Linked DNA regions of Bombyx mori: region 2 is linked to region 1. Evidence: chromatin contacts called from public Hi-C data. All regions are on one chromosome and are shown on one strand. Each heading gives the region's core, a stretch centred on a gene start, on an enhancer-like site or on the middle of the called end of the contact. The rest is flanking DNA. Distances are from core to core; before and after follow the strand shown.

The links. Hi-C and Micro-C count contacts between places; a contact is called where the count stands out from the background.
Region 2: a Hi-C map of midgut shows a contact between it and region 1, with 2.0 times the contacts expected there. The contact joins two enhancer-like sites. A contact is called at or near these places in 2 of 7 Hi-C or Micro-C datasets (midgut and whole pupa).

The regions. Positions count from the first base shown.
Region 1 is chr26:9,996,593-10,003,319 of ASM3026992v2, forward strand. The region is part of intron 1 of LOC101736219 (C-terminal-binding protein); the gene reads left to right. Among protein-coding and RNA genes, the nearest start is that of LOC101736219, 38 kb to the left of the region's middle. Within about 2 kb of position 4,344, at least 8 of the 8 cell types and tissues checked have open chromatin away from gene starts, as enhancers often do.
Region 2 is chr26:10,058,901-10,065,247 of ASM3026992v2, forward strand. The region is part of intron 3 of LOC101736219 (C-terminal-binding protein); the gene reads left to right. Among protein-coding and RNA genes, the nearest start is that of LOC101741464, 92 kb to the right of the region's middle. Within about 2 kb of position 4,416, at least 7 of the 8 cell types and tissues checked have open chromatin away from gene starts, as enhancers often do.

The DNA of each region.
Region 1 (6,727 bases), core at 3,094-5,593:
TGGAATGAAATTTCTGTGATTGCAACCAGGCGGTAAGAAAAGTTTGCACCTAGGGCTGATCACAATATTAAATAAGAAATCGATATTTTATTTAATCGATATTTGACGACTTCTGTTTGGATCTGTACCTGATAAATATTTACCTAAGTACTTTATGCATCGCAGTTTTGAATAGTATATAAAAATGTTTTCCAATGTATGCGATGTTCTCGGGTGTTCGACTGGAGATTAATAAATCTCTTTAGCGGCGCAACCCTTGGGAGGCGTTTAAGACGACATGAATAATATAATGGTAATAGTAATTGAATAAATAAGATGTTTCCTTCAACATATTTTATCGATCTGCATTACTGCATGTCTATTTATCAATGATTCCATTATCTATTACAATATACTTATAAAATAACAATAAAAATATTACTTTCTCTAATGTCTTACATGCCAAAATAAAACTTATTAAAATAAAAATATGTATAGAATATTTTCGGCGTAGACAAAGCCCCATCCTGCTAACTTCATTGTTCTTTATCAAGAGGTAGGTCTGAATCGCGTTTATTAGAATTTCACTTAGACTAATAATTAACTTGCTTACGGACTTAATAATAATAAAAAATCATTAGTGTTAATATAATCATTACCAGACATGAATGTATTGGTATGAATGCGAATACCGATTAACCAATTAAATTGGAATACATCGATTAAATTGTATTTCAATATATGAGGCTGTTTCAGTATAATAAAAATTAACAAAGAGCGTTGCGGGCTTTGGTTTATTTGTGAAATCGTCTGACTTTTTTAATGAACAGTTCAATCAAAAACAAGGCTTGTGGAGAGTATTATGCGGTAGGCAGCGGGTTGGCTCTGCCCCTGGCATTGATGACGTCCATGAGCGACGGTAACCACTTACCATCAGGTGGTATGCTCGTCTGCCTGTTCGGGTAATAAAAAAAACTAATTTTAGCATAATAGGCATGCGAATTAAGTGTTGGTTAAGGTTTACAAAAAAAAACATACTTTTGATATAACGAAAGCATCTTAAATTAGCATTATTCATCAATAATGTTAATAATTAATTACAAATTAACGTATTTAGGTTGGCTATTAGTATTCCGTTTGAGTTTAGAGATTCGTTGTTTGGCTAGTTGTAATTACTAAAGTTTGTACTGAAGTAATAACGTTATCTTGTTCTGTTTCTTGTCGGGTTGCGTTGTCTAATCTTATAGACTGGTTGACAAACAGCACAGACTTGCATATTCGGTTGTTCTTTAAAAGTCTTAACTGTAACAGCAGCGATTTAGTTTTAGTTTTAGTCGTCGTGGCCTAACGGATAAGACGTCCGGTGCATTCGTGTTGAGCGATGCACCGATGTTCGAATCTCAGGCGGGTACCAATTTTTCTAATGAAATACGTACTCAACAAATGTTCACGATTGACTTCCACGGTGAAGGAATAAGATCGTGTAATAAAAATCAAACCCGCAAAATTATAACTTGCGTAATCACTGGTGGTAGGACCTCTTGGGAGTCCGCACGGGTAGGTACCACTACCCCGCCTATTTCCGCCGTGAAGCAGTAATGCGTTTCGGTTCGAAGGGTGGGGTAGCCGTTGTAACTATACTGAGATCTTAGAACTTATATCTCGAGGTGGGAGGCGCATTTACGTTGTAGATGTCTATGGGCTCCAGTAATCACTTAACACCAGGTGGGCTGTGAGCTCGTCCATCCATTTAGATGGATATTGCTTAGGCAATAAAAAAAAAGCAATAAAAAAAAAAACAACAGCGATTTAGTTTTAGTTCAAAGTAACCATGAATCAATGTTTACTCTCATTTCTGTTGCTTGAGAATAAATTGCTACATACATCAAACATACAATAAAATATTAGGATGTACGAAAAAGTGAGACTTAGTACACACAGCACAACGGGCAATAAAATTACAATTTCGCCCAGAAATTGAACTCGATTTGAACTATATTTTAGCACGCCGTAGCGCATTGCACTGTGAAAGTTGAGAAACTCACCTCCCTCCGAACCACCCCGCCAGTTTAGAACAGTCATAACGCTACATACACACACACACATCATACATTCTGCATGTGTACACACATAGCGCAAGTTCTCGCTAACTTGTTCGCCGAACTGGGAGTGTATTATGCAATCTTCCTTGCTTTCTCAACTCGGAAACTTGGTCTGCAATAGTCTTCATTGTCGTCGTCTGCGTTAATAACACAAACTCCGTTAATTTAAGTTGCGAGTTGTTAATGTCGCACTAATTTGCGTTACGCTCGACGCGTACATCCCGACTGCCTTCCTCTTTTAATATTTCGAATTCGCGAATCGCCACAACCACCGCCATTAAAGAAAATTCGTGGAACAGTAATAGTGCCGCGAAACGTTTTGCGTCGTAATGTTTGTACACAACGCTGTCTCTATTATTATTAGTAATGCGGGTTATTATTGCTAAGAGGAAAACGCGTCTCGAAATAGCGTGGTTGTGTGCCGTTGGTCGCACGCCGCATTGGCTCCATTATTCAGTTTTTTTTACAACGAGCGCCTAACGTTTCGGGCATTGGATCGAGCGACTAGTTCTGTTGACGTTGACGTTTTTGTGTCTCGTTCGCTTCGACTGACGCTTTGTCATTTTCGATCGACCATTACAATTTCCGGGCTCGCCATAAACAACCGCCGCTTCGAGCGTCATACGTAAACGACCACAATCAAAGACCCCGCCAACAGATGCTCTTCGCACATTCGGCGTTTTACGTGCAAGATTTAAATTGCTAATTTTACAGTCTATTGCTTGAAGCTTCCATAAAAGAATCGTGACTCAAAGAGTCTGTCGAGTGCTGCGTCGCGCCTATAAATTCAGGTGTTTTCTCGAGATTACAACACATTTATCACTGCTTATTCGTCTCACAAACGAAATGACGCTTGATCTAGACGACCCAAATTAAGACTAGTCGTTTAATCTATGTCAAGTCATTGGGAATATTTCCGTTTTTTTTCCTACTAATTAAGTAGTATTATTGGTGTTTTGTTTTTTTTAAAATGGTGTTTATGTTTTAATAAAAATATATACGTAACTTTTTTTTGTAACCAGGCTTATTCCAATTAGTGAGATTAGAAATGACGCGACCGATGCCAAATTGGATAATGTGCTCGCATGACTGTCGGCCCCCGACACACGACCTCGTGTCACCTTTACTTAGTAAAAATGCGTACCGCTTATCGATCGACCTGTTTTATCATGGTAATTTATTATTTGCTTATATTACGCAACTATTAAATAAAAATCTTACGTTACGGACGTTTTTTTCCCGGTTAGGGTACCCCACCGCATCGTCCCATAAGGAAATACATTCCAAAAAAATTGCAAGCGTTTATCCGTCTTCGTGGTGTTTCCGTGACCGCTGTTCTCACGTTGCTCTTTACTGTCGAAATTGATATCTTCGGCTCCTCAGCGTTCCTGTCCGAAACGAAAAAAAAAGACGGCGTGAAAGGCAACCGCGACCGCTGGCAACCAACCGGCCGGTGCATTCACCGCTCGCCGTATCAAATTTATCGCGGGATCGAAACGCGCGCATACCCGACAACGCGGTCCGTGTACACGCTTACCTGCGCGCCGCCTGGTCGCCAAACAACGTCATCACACGTGGCGCGGCGCGGCCGGTCCGCTCTGTGCGAGTGCACCACACCGATACACGGAATTCAGTCATTACACCACCCACATACAAATGTATTCAGCGAATGCGTCCGTCGTACTGTAATAATAATAACTAGAGGTCCCGCGGTAGTCGAAATTCGACTATAATTAATTGGAATTGTAAGTTTGTACACTATTATGATTGTATTTTATACTTCTATAATCACAAATTTCGCCAAGACTACACTATAAAAAATATTAACAAAGACAAACAATATTTAATCTCTTCTCAATTCGACAACAGACGCCAAGAACAAAAGTTTGACAATAAATAATAGTATGCATGTGTGTGTGCGTCAAATACATGGCATGTAGTGTGTGTAATGTTTTCTTTATTGATTTAATGTATCTTTTATGCATTATTTCAAAAAAATATTAGCATTGTGCACTTCTTCTCTATATTCTCTATAAGTGTGGAAAATTTCATACTCCTCCGTCCGCGCAATTTTCGTAAAAAGGAATACAATTTTTTTGCTTCACGTATTAATATATTGATAACGATTAGCCATTTCATTATTGTTATTTGAGGAGACGACGCTATCACCGGTCAGATAACGCGAATATAGATGACGTAACACATAGATTCGCACGCTGGTCGATCGTTGTGTATATACCTATTGTGACCGCGTGGACAAGAAGCGAAACCCTATTGTGTACACCCGTCGGATTGTACTCGGCGATGCTTTATAATGTTCGACTGGAACGGAGCTCTCCTATCACCTCAGGTACGTTGAACTCTCCAGTACAGTAAATAATAGCGAGATTTGAATACTCACTGCAAACAAAGTGACTGAATTTCCGTCTCTTGAGGTTTCGAGGGGCGCGTTCAGTGACCTTGCGGACACAATACACGCGTAACATTTATTTATAATCTCGGCTTTGACGAATACGTAGGTACGTGAATTTGTAGGTTATTGAATTAACTTGAGAGCTGATCTACTGTGAGGTTGTGTACCGTTTTACTTAGAGATGTTTGGTGAAGCGTTTTTCTTTTTCATTATTATGGTTACTAATTTCATTATTATGGTACTAACATTTTAGATTAATTAATTAAAAAAAAAGTACGATAGGAATAAAAATGTCAAATATTTATCTATTATTATTTAATATAATTACAATAATTGTATATTCACAAAAGGCTGGTTTTTTTTTTGAAAATAATGGTTTACTATATTTCGTGATAAAAAAACTTAACGTCACGTCGTGATATTGACGTAAACGTACCTTATCTGAGTGAGTATAAGTACTAGAATTACATACATTGTTTTAATCGAATAAACTATGTTTTATTGCAGCTTAAACTTTTAACTTTTGTATAGTTATTATTCAAAGAGCATTCTTTTTTTTTTACAATAGAATACATTCATCTCTGTATTCATCATCAGCGCTATTGTACGTAATACGTGTATGCAATTTATACAAGTCTCAGGGGCGTTTCCGTGACGTGATCGATGCGTTGAGTAGGTACGCTTCATCGACTTTTACCGTATACTAGTATTTGAAATATTCGTTGCGTCGAAAAATGTCTGAGACCGGAGTTTGAATTGTGTATTAAGTTCAAGGATATTGTACCCTTCAAATCGAAAAGCGTTTATTAGGTAAGTCGGTCGGTGGTGTGTCATGCGAGCTCAAAACACGCTTCCACAAATTATACAAAACACAGAATCAAGCTATAATGTTAATAAAGATACGATCTAATACCGTCACACTTTTGGCTTATATAGAAACTGGAGAGATGTTGGTGCTACATAGAACAAGCAAACGAACCTGCACTAATTCATTCGAAACAATTTTTTATGGTCTTTATAAGTAGATGAGCATACGACCCACCTGATGTTGAGTGATTACCGTCGCCCATGGACGTCAGCAATGCCAAGGGCCAAATCTGTTTTTATTCAACGAGTTTTTGAGGGTTTATTTAAATTACAATTTAAAGAATTCAATTTGGTCGATTCCCATGTTAAATGCTTATTTTTCCCTGGACTATAATTTTATTTTGTTAGGCAAAAGTAAAACTTCCAAAAGTAGCAAGTTTTGTTTGCATTTAATTGAGTAAAAAATAAAATGCTCTTTTTAAATTATCGTCTGGAATATTCCATGATATTCTGATTATGATAATCTAGATGCTAAACGACGGTGGTTGCCTGAGTTGGAAACGAATTCAAAACAAACATTCCAACTGGAGTATGTAAAATGGTTTCAAAGCTTATTATGCAAAAGTGTGGGAAAAAAAATACCAGGAGTATTTCAGTTTAAAATCTATTCATTGATATTTTAAATGGTATTGTTAATATCTGTGATGGTAATCTTCTTCTTCTATCTCTATATATAGAAATTAATTGCTGTTCGTTAGTCTCGCTAAAACTCGAGAACGGCTGGATCGATTTCGGTAATTTTAGTTTTGAATTATTTGTGGAAGTCCAGCGAAGGTTTAAAAGGTAGATAAATATGAAAATGCTCGGAATTAAATAAAAATAACAATTTTGTTTTTCCTTTGATGTGTCCCCCGTAGGACAGGACGGATTCCTTTTGTTTGTTTTAAGTTTATTTTATACAAAAGTTTAGGTCTTTTATTTGTCGATTGAGGCACTACGAAGTCTGCCGGGTCAGCTAGTAAAGGATAAAGGTGAGACGGTTGTTATTTCGTTGAAATTGAAGCTTCAACTTTATGTTTCAAGATTGGCGGTGGCGGCCTTTTTCTGCGGTGTCTAACATCCAATAGACGGTAGAAACACCTAAAAGTGCGTTTGCAAAATGTAATCGTGTTATTTGTATATGAATTTGTATGTTCCACTCTGATTTCGGTTTTTGATATAGGTAAGTAAGGCAATGTGTAGTTCAGTGTTCGTGGTTGGCATTCTTCTTCTTCGTCGGTTTCTTCATTGCTGAAGGTCGTGTCCTTGAAACTTGACCGTTGCCTGTCTCGTGAGCTGTTTCCATCTCGTCCGGTCCTCAGCTGCTCGAATGGCGATTGCGACATTGATTGTTGTTTGCTCTTTAAATAATTTGTTGACTGTATCA
Region 2 (6,347 bases), core at 3,166-5,665, 62 kb after region 1:
ATTGTTGACAAAAATATATTTAAATGCTAAATTTTTTGGTTATCCTGGCTTAATTGTGGTAATGCCTTATTAATAAACTACAATTCTTTTATTAATTTCTAACAATGGATCTTAGTACAATGCTTTCTGCACCGTACACCCAAATAAATAAGTAATTAATGAATTTCCTAACAACTCGAGCTTGAAAAAGCAAACTCTACTTCCAACCAAAGTTGTAGTCATAAGATTATGACACGTCAGAAGTTATCCGTTGGCCCCGAAGGGATTGTTTACCGGGGTAAGTTTGTTCAGTATTCCCCCTCTCCCCTCGCTTCGGTCGCCCCTTTGCCAGTCTGCGCAGTTTGCAAGTTCGAATGTCCCAATGTTAGGGGAAACTTCATTTTAATGGACTTAAAGTAGGTAATGTTGGAAGCGATGATAATTTTGTAGTTTAATATTTGCTAGTTTTTAATACGCTTTTATTAGCTTCAGACGTATGTTGTTAGTATGTAACGGAATCTTTGAACATGATTTTTTTGACCCACTTCAAAACGTCGGATAAACTCGAAATTTGGTATACTTTATTTTAAGAACAGATACGAGTAGAAGGGTTTTATTGATAATATCCTGAAAAGTACCCCACGCTTTTTTTTTACAATAAAATCATATTTTTTTACACTATTTTTAATTCCATTTTTTTAAATTTATCTTCTATTTTTTAGTTGGATTTTCTATAAAAGAGCGTATTTACTATTATTTATTAAATAGAGAATCTTATTGCTTGACTTGTTTTTACTTGGCGCGGGTGATTGTTTGGGAGTGAGAAGGGTCCAAGAATGGGAGAAGGAGACTGTTATGAGCATACTAGGCGAGCCTAGACTTTGGAAATCGTTATTAAACAAATCTGATACATTCCAAATGTATAAATAACCGCACTTTATATTCCACCGAAACCAGCAAAGCGGCCCCCAGGGTACACACACATTACACACACATTTGCCCTTTACGTTTGAATTTAATTTTACTTGCCAATTGGAAGAAAAATAAATCAATTAGATATGAATTTCCAGAAAAAATGTGCCCGGATTTATTATATGGATCAAAAAATTTACACTAATTATCGTAGAATTAAAACAAACTTTCATGCTTTCAAATGACGGTATAGAAAAAGCGACTGACAGTGACCGCATGTAGTGAGTATTATTTATTCACCGTCCAAGTTTGTTGGTTGTTTAACTATTCGAAACTACCATTTCGACCAAGGGGCGAATTAAACGCAAAAGAGGGGCTATAATGCTCTATGTTCACGACTTTTGGACCGGCGGCCGGCTCTAACTTCCCGTCTCTCTGTACACTAACAACAACAAACAACTTTTCTTCGCGAACTTGGTAAACAGGAAATTTTAGTTGTTCCATAGATTTTTTTGTTTTGTTTTGTTCCGGTAACTCGTTACGAACGCAGCGGAAATGTACCCTAATATCTTGACGATTTGTGGGAAAGATTTTTTATGGATAAATTGAGTTATAACCCTGTGTTTTTTTTAATACGCTTTTATTAGCTTCAGACGTATGTATGTTAGTATGTAACGGAAGATTTTGATCCCCTTCAAAACGTCAGATTAACTCGAAATTTGATATACTTATTAAAGACCGATGACAATTCAATACGCTTTTTTATAAAATTATGTTTTCTTCACTATTTTTAATTCAAATTTATTAAATTTTATTTTCTATTTTTTAGTTGGATTTTCTATAAAAGCGTATTTTGTTAGCTTTTTTAAACTATTATTTATTGTTAAGTATTTGTTATTTGACTCGACTATTATCAAAGGCGGCAATCTGACTTTTGGACAATGATTGGTAAATCAGAAAAACGAATTATTGACTTTGTATTCCATTGGCAGTTACAAAACTCTTCGGAACGACATCTTAGATAAATAACAGGTTAACTATTAACCTTTATTTAATGCAGGTTTTGAACCATATTCTTTGAAGGAGACGATTATATTCAAATAAATCTGTATTGACATATCAATAAAAATGTTTTGTCCAAATGTACAGATTGCCTGCCACCTTTGATAATAGACGACTCATTTGTGATGTAAAATTTTGTATGGTATGTAGTTGATTCCGTAACTATCAGGAATATAAAACGTTGAAAGTTTGAATAATAACTAGAAATTTTCAATCCGAGTAAAAAAACTTTAGTTACGTCAGATCCATGACTCATTTTAACAGAAATGATCTAATTAAAACAAATTTTCTTTGTTAAGGTTTTAATCTTCTGAACATATCCAATAATAAAAAAAAAAGATTTTATGATGCTTTATTTTCTCTAAATTTGTAAACTGTGGAATTTTATTGAAAAAAATTAATATTAAATTAACTTTAAAGCCTTAGGAAATATTTCAAAAACTCCATCGAACAATGAATGATAAATCGTAACTTCATCGTCGTTAATCTTCAAGAGTGCATGCCGCAAACGGCCAAAGTTACGGAAATTGCCCTGTCTGCATTACCTAATAAGTTGACGGAACTCACTCCCTCCCCCGTGTCTTTGACTACGTACCGCCCTTTATACTACCAAAACTCGATGTTGACAACCCTGTGAACATTGAGAAGCTTCTTGCTTCTGAGAAAATTTTAATTAAAGATATCTAAATAAGTTAATTTGTATTTGTTTTTTTTTATTGCTTAGATGGGGGTCGAGCTCACAGCCCACCTGATGTTTTAAGTGGTTACTGGAGCGTATAGACATCTACAACGCGCCACACACCTTGAGATATAAGTTCTAAAATCTCGGTATAGCTACAACGGCTGCCCTACCCTTCAGACCGAAACGCATTACTGCTTGACGGCAGAAATAGGCGAGGTGGTGGTACCTACCCGCGCGGACTCACAAGAGGTCCTATCACCAGTATAAGTTAAGTTGTAAGAATCTGAAAATTACACTGTATTGTTTTTTTTTACTAAAAAAAATCGAGTTTGTTATACACATTTAAACCTTTTTAAGTAAGCCAAAAGCTAAACGCGACATAAACCGATTACAACTAATAACGTAATTTACGGTTACAACTTGAAAAGTTTCGTACAAGTCCCAAATGGATCGAGTTTTATTTCCGGTCTGCGGACTTGAAAATAGAAATTGCGGCTTTTTTAGTTCCCGATCAGGAGTTGGCACGTAACAAAGGGAGGGACGGGGGGGGGCAGGCCACCCCTTGTGTGATGTCAGCTTTCTGGGTCAGCGGGAAATGAGACGGAGACAATCGGAATCGTACGCAACGATGTGGCCAAACATTGATTGGAAGCTTAAGGGCGGTACTTTCTCGCATCTCGTTCTTATCGCGTGCTGATTTACTGTATTGTGACTTGTGTGGTAAGGCAGTGTTTTGCCCCAGAACGATATCGTGTTTTTGCAAAATTGCAAACACGGACCAACGTGTTTTTTGGTCAAGTTTCCCTTACTTTTTGGAGATTAGACCAGTGGCATACTAACAGTTCTATTCAAATGTATTATGAAAGGTATTTCGAATTTATGTAGCACCCTCTCCGTTCTTGCTGTATATTGTCTTGTGTCAAATGTCAAATTTGTGACTAATGACAAATGAGTAAGGTCAATCGAAGTGGACGTTTAGATTGAATGTGGCACAGCAAGTATCGATTGAGGACAAGCACCCGGCCTCTATTGATTCGAGATGCGAATTGGTTACTATTTAAAATAATTCTAACAGTGTTGTTATAAATACGGCATATTTTTTTTTTACTTGTGACAAAAGAAAGCTACATATATTCTTTGTAAACGTAATATGGTTCCAATTGAATTCTAATAACATTCTTTAAAGGATAGAAAAGATGAAACGATTATCTATATATAACTTGAAATCATATGTCAATATAATATTATAGTTTACTGGTGGTAGGACCTCTTGTGAGTCCGCACGGGTAGGTACCACCACCCCGCCTATTTCTGCCGTGAAGTAGTAATGCGTTTCGGTTAGAAGGGTGGGGCAGTCTTTGTATACTGAGACCTTAGAACTTATATCTCATGATGGGTGGCGCATTTACGTTGTAGATGTGTATGGGCTCCAGTAACCACTTAACACCAGGAGGGATGTGAGCTCGTACACATCTAAGCAATAAAAATAATAGTAGGTGTACAGTTAAGATTCTGCTAGTAAATAATCGAGTCTAATAAACAACATAACATCTACATACAAAGTGCGTAAAGCCTTGTCTAAGCTAATTAATTCTAAACTGCTAGTTTGTACATATCTCGTAGTAACCAGCTCATGGGATTACGACGCCGATCGATATCGGACATAGTTTGTCCGTTAATATTATCGCGTACACGCTAAATTGGCACGTTTGTATAAACGCCTCTAGACTCGAGAGGGCAGACGTGAACGAACCGCTTTCCAGCTAACGTGCTCTATATCATCAATCTAATCGAGATACGGACACAGTGCTCTATTGTGTCGTGGTTGTGTGACGCTCTTTGTGATCTGATATCCAGTAACTGACTAGCTAGGCAGCGCCCTCTGCGATCAGAAGAGGACGCTTATGTAGAGAACGACTTAAATAGGAATTAGTGATTAAAAAACTAATTATAATCTTATAACTACTAGAGTAACGCGATTTTTGATTTATTTAGATGTTTTTAAAATGGGTTTTAAATTCAATTTTGTTACTGTAAAATGCTGATGTCACATTAACATAAAAATATTCTTAGTAAAAATTGTATTGCACAAAACTCCCGATCAACATTATTCGATTTATTCCATAAAACATGTTAGTATTTGTATATACAAAAATGGTTGTCTCTATAATCATAAAAATGATCTTTACATGTGCCCTATACTGGGAACTTTAATTAATTTAAAGTAGCAATAGTGCGCTCATTGTCTTAACGTGTAGACGACGGTTCTGCGTAACGCCCGGTCCAATCGATAGTGCAACGACCGGGACAATCGTATCTTTCACAAACGAGATAAGAAGCATTCGAGAACGTTAATTAAACTGATACCGAGGTACGGTTGTAAACTTGAGATTTACAGATATTTGTTTTGTATTATTGCTTAGATGTGTGGACGAGCTCACAGCCCACCTGGTGTTAAGTGGTTACTGGAGCCCATAGACATCTACAACGTAAATGCGCCACACACCTTGAGATATAGTTCTAAGGTCTCAGTATAGTCACAACGGCTGCCCCACCCTTCAAACCGAAACGCATTACTGCTTCACGGCAGAAATAGGCGGCGCGGTGGTACCTACCCGTGCGGACTCACAAGAGGTCCTACCACCAGTAACAACTGTTTGGCGAAATTGTAACGAAACGGTGCGCGGTGCTCTCTGTAATAGTTAATGTTTGGTACGGTGTTTTATTTCTGCTTTGTATTGGTATGGCTACATAATTATGTACATTGGAAAATGTGGTGAAGCTTAGTTGAGAGGGTAGATCATAAAGAAAACATCGTCATGTCGACAAGTGGTGTCTATACTAATATTATAAAGCTGAATAGTTTGTTTGTTTGAACGCGCTAATCTCAGGAACTACTGGTCCGATTTGAAAAATTCTTTCAATGTTATATAACCCATTTATTGAGGAAGGCTATAGGCTATATAACATCACGGTAAGGTCCTATACATGTGGAGCACCAATAAAGAATGTTTCAAAATAGGGGTTTAAATAGCTCCTTAGCATTCTATAATTCAAAAATATTTTCACTTTCTACGTAAATGAAGTGGGGGTAAAATTTAGCGTTATGCCAAAGTAATTATTCCATGCGGACGGAGACGCGGGCAAAAGCTATTATTATTATATTTAACTCTTATTCACGAATGGAAGATCAGATCAGAGAAAATATTTATAAATTTTCCGATAATTGCCGGCGGTATTGAGGTGTGTTGTGAGTCTGCACGAGATAGGTGTCCCCATCTCGTCTGTTTCTGCCGCTGTTATACAATACAATTAAAATATCGACCTCATGTCTCAAGGCGAGGGCGCTGTTCACTTTGTGATGTCATTAATAGAAACGAACAAGAATCGAGTACATAGTTCGTGTCTTCTGATTACAATTCTTCCATCATAATTATAAAACTGTAACAGAACTGCATTTGTACATTGAATATAATAATAACGAAATATTGTTTAACTATACTAACCCCATATAGATTATTTTTTACATTTCATTGGGAACATCACGGCAAGTCTAAGATTAATGAATGACTAGATTAGTGAAAATCTTTTCTAAGATGACGGAAGCTAGAGATTACAGAACAACCAAATTCACAACGAAGCGCAATTAATAAAAGGAAACCTCCTATTTCCAGTACATAAAATGTATTTTTCTCCCAATATGAGTTTTATT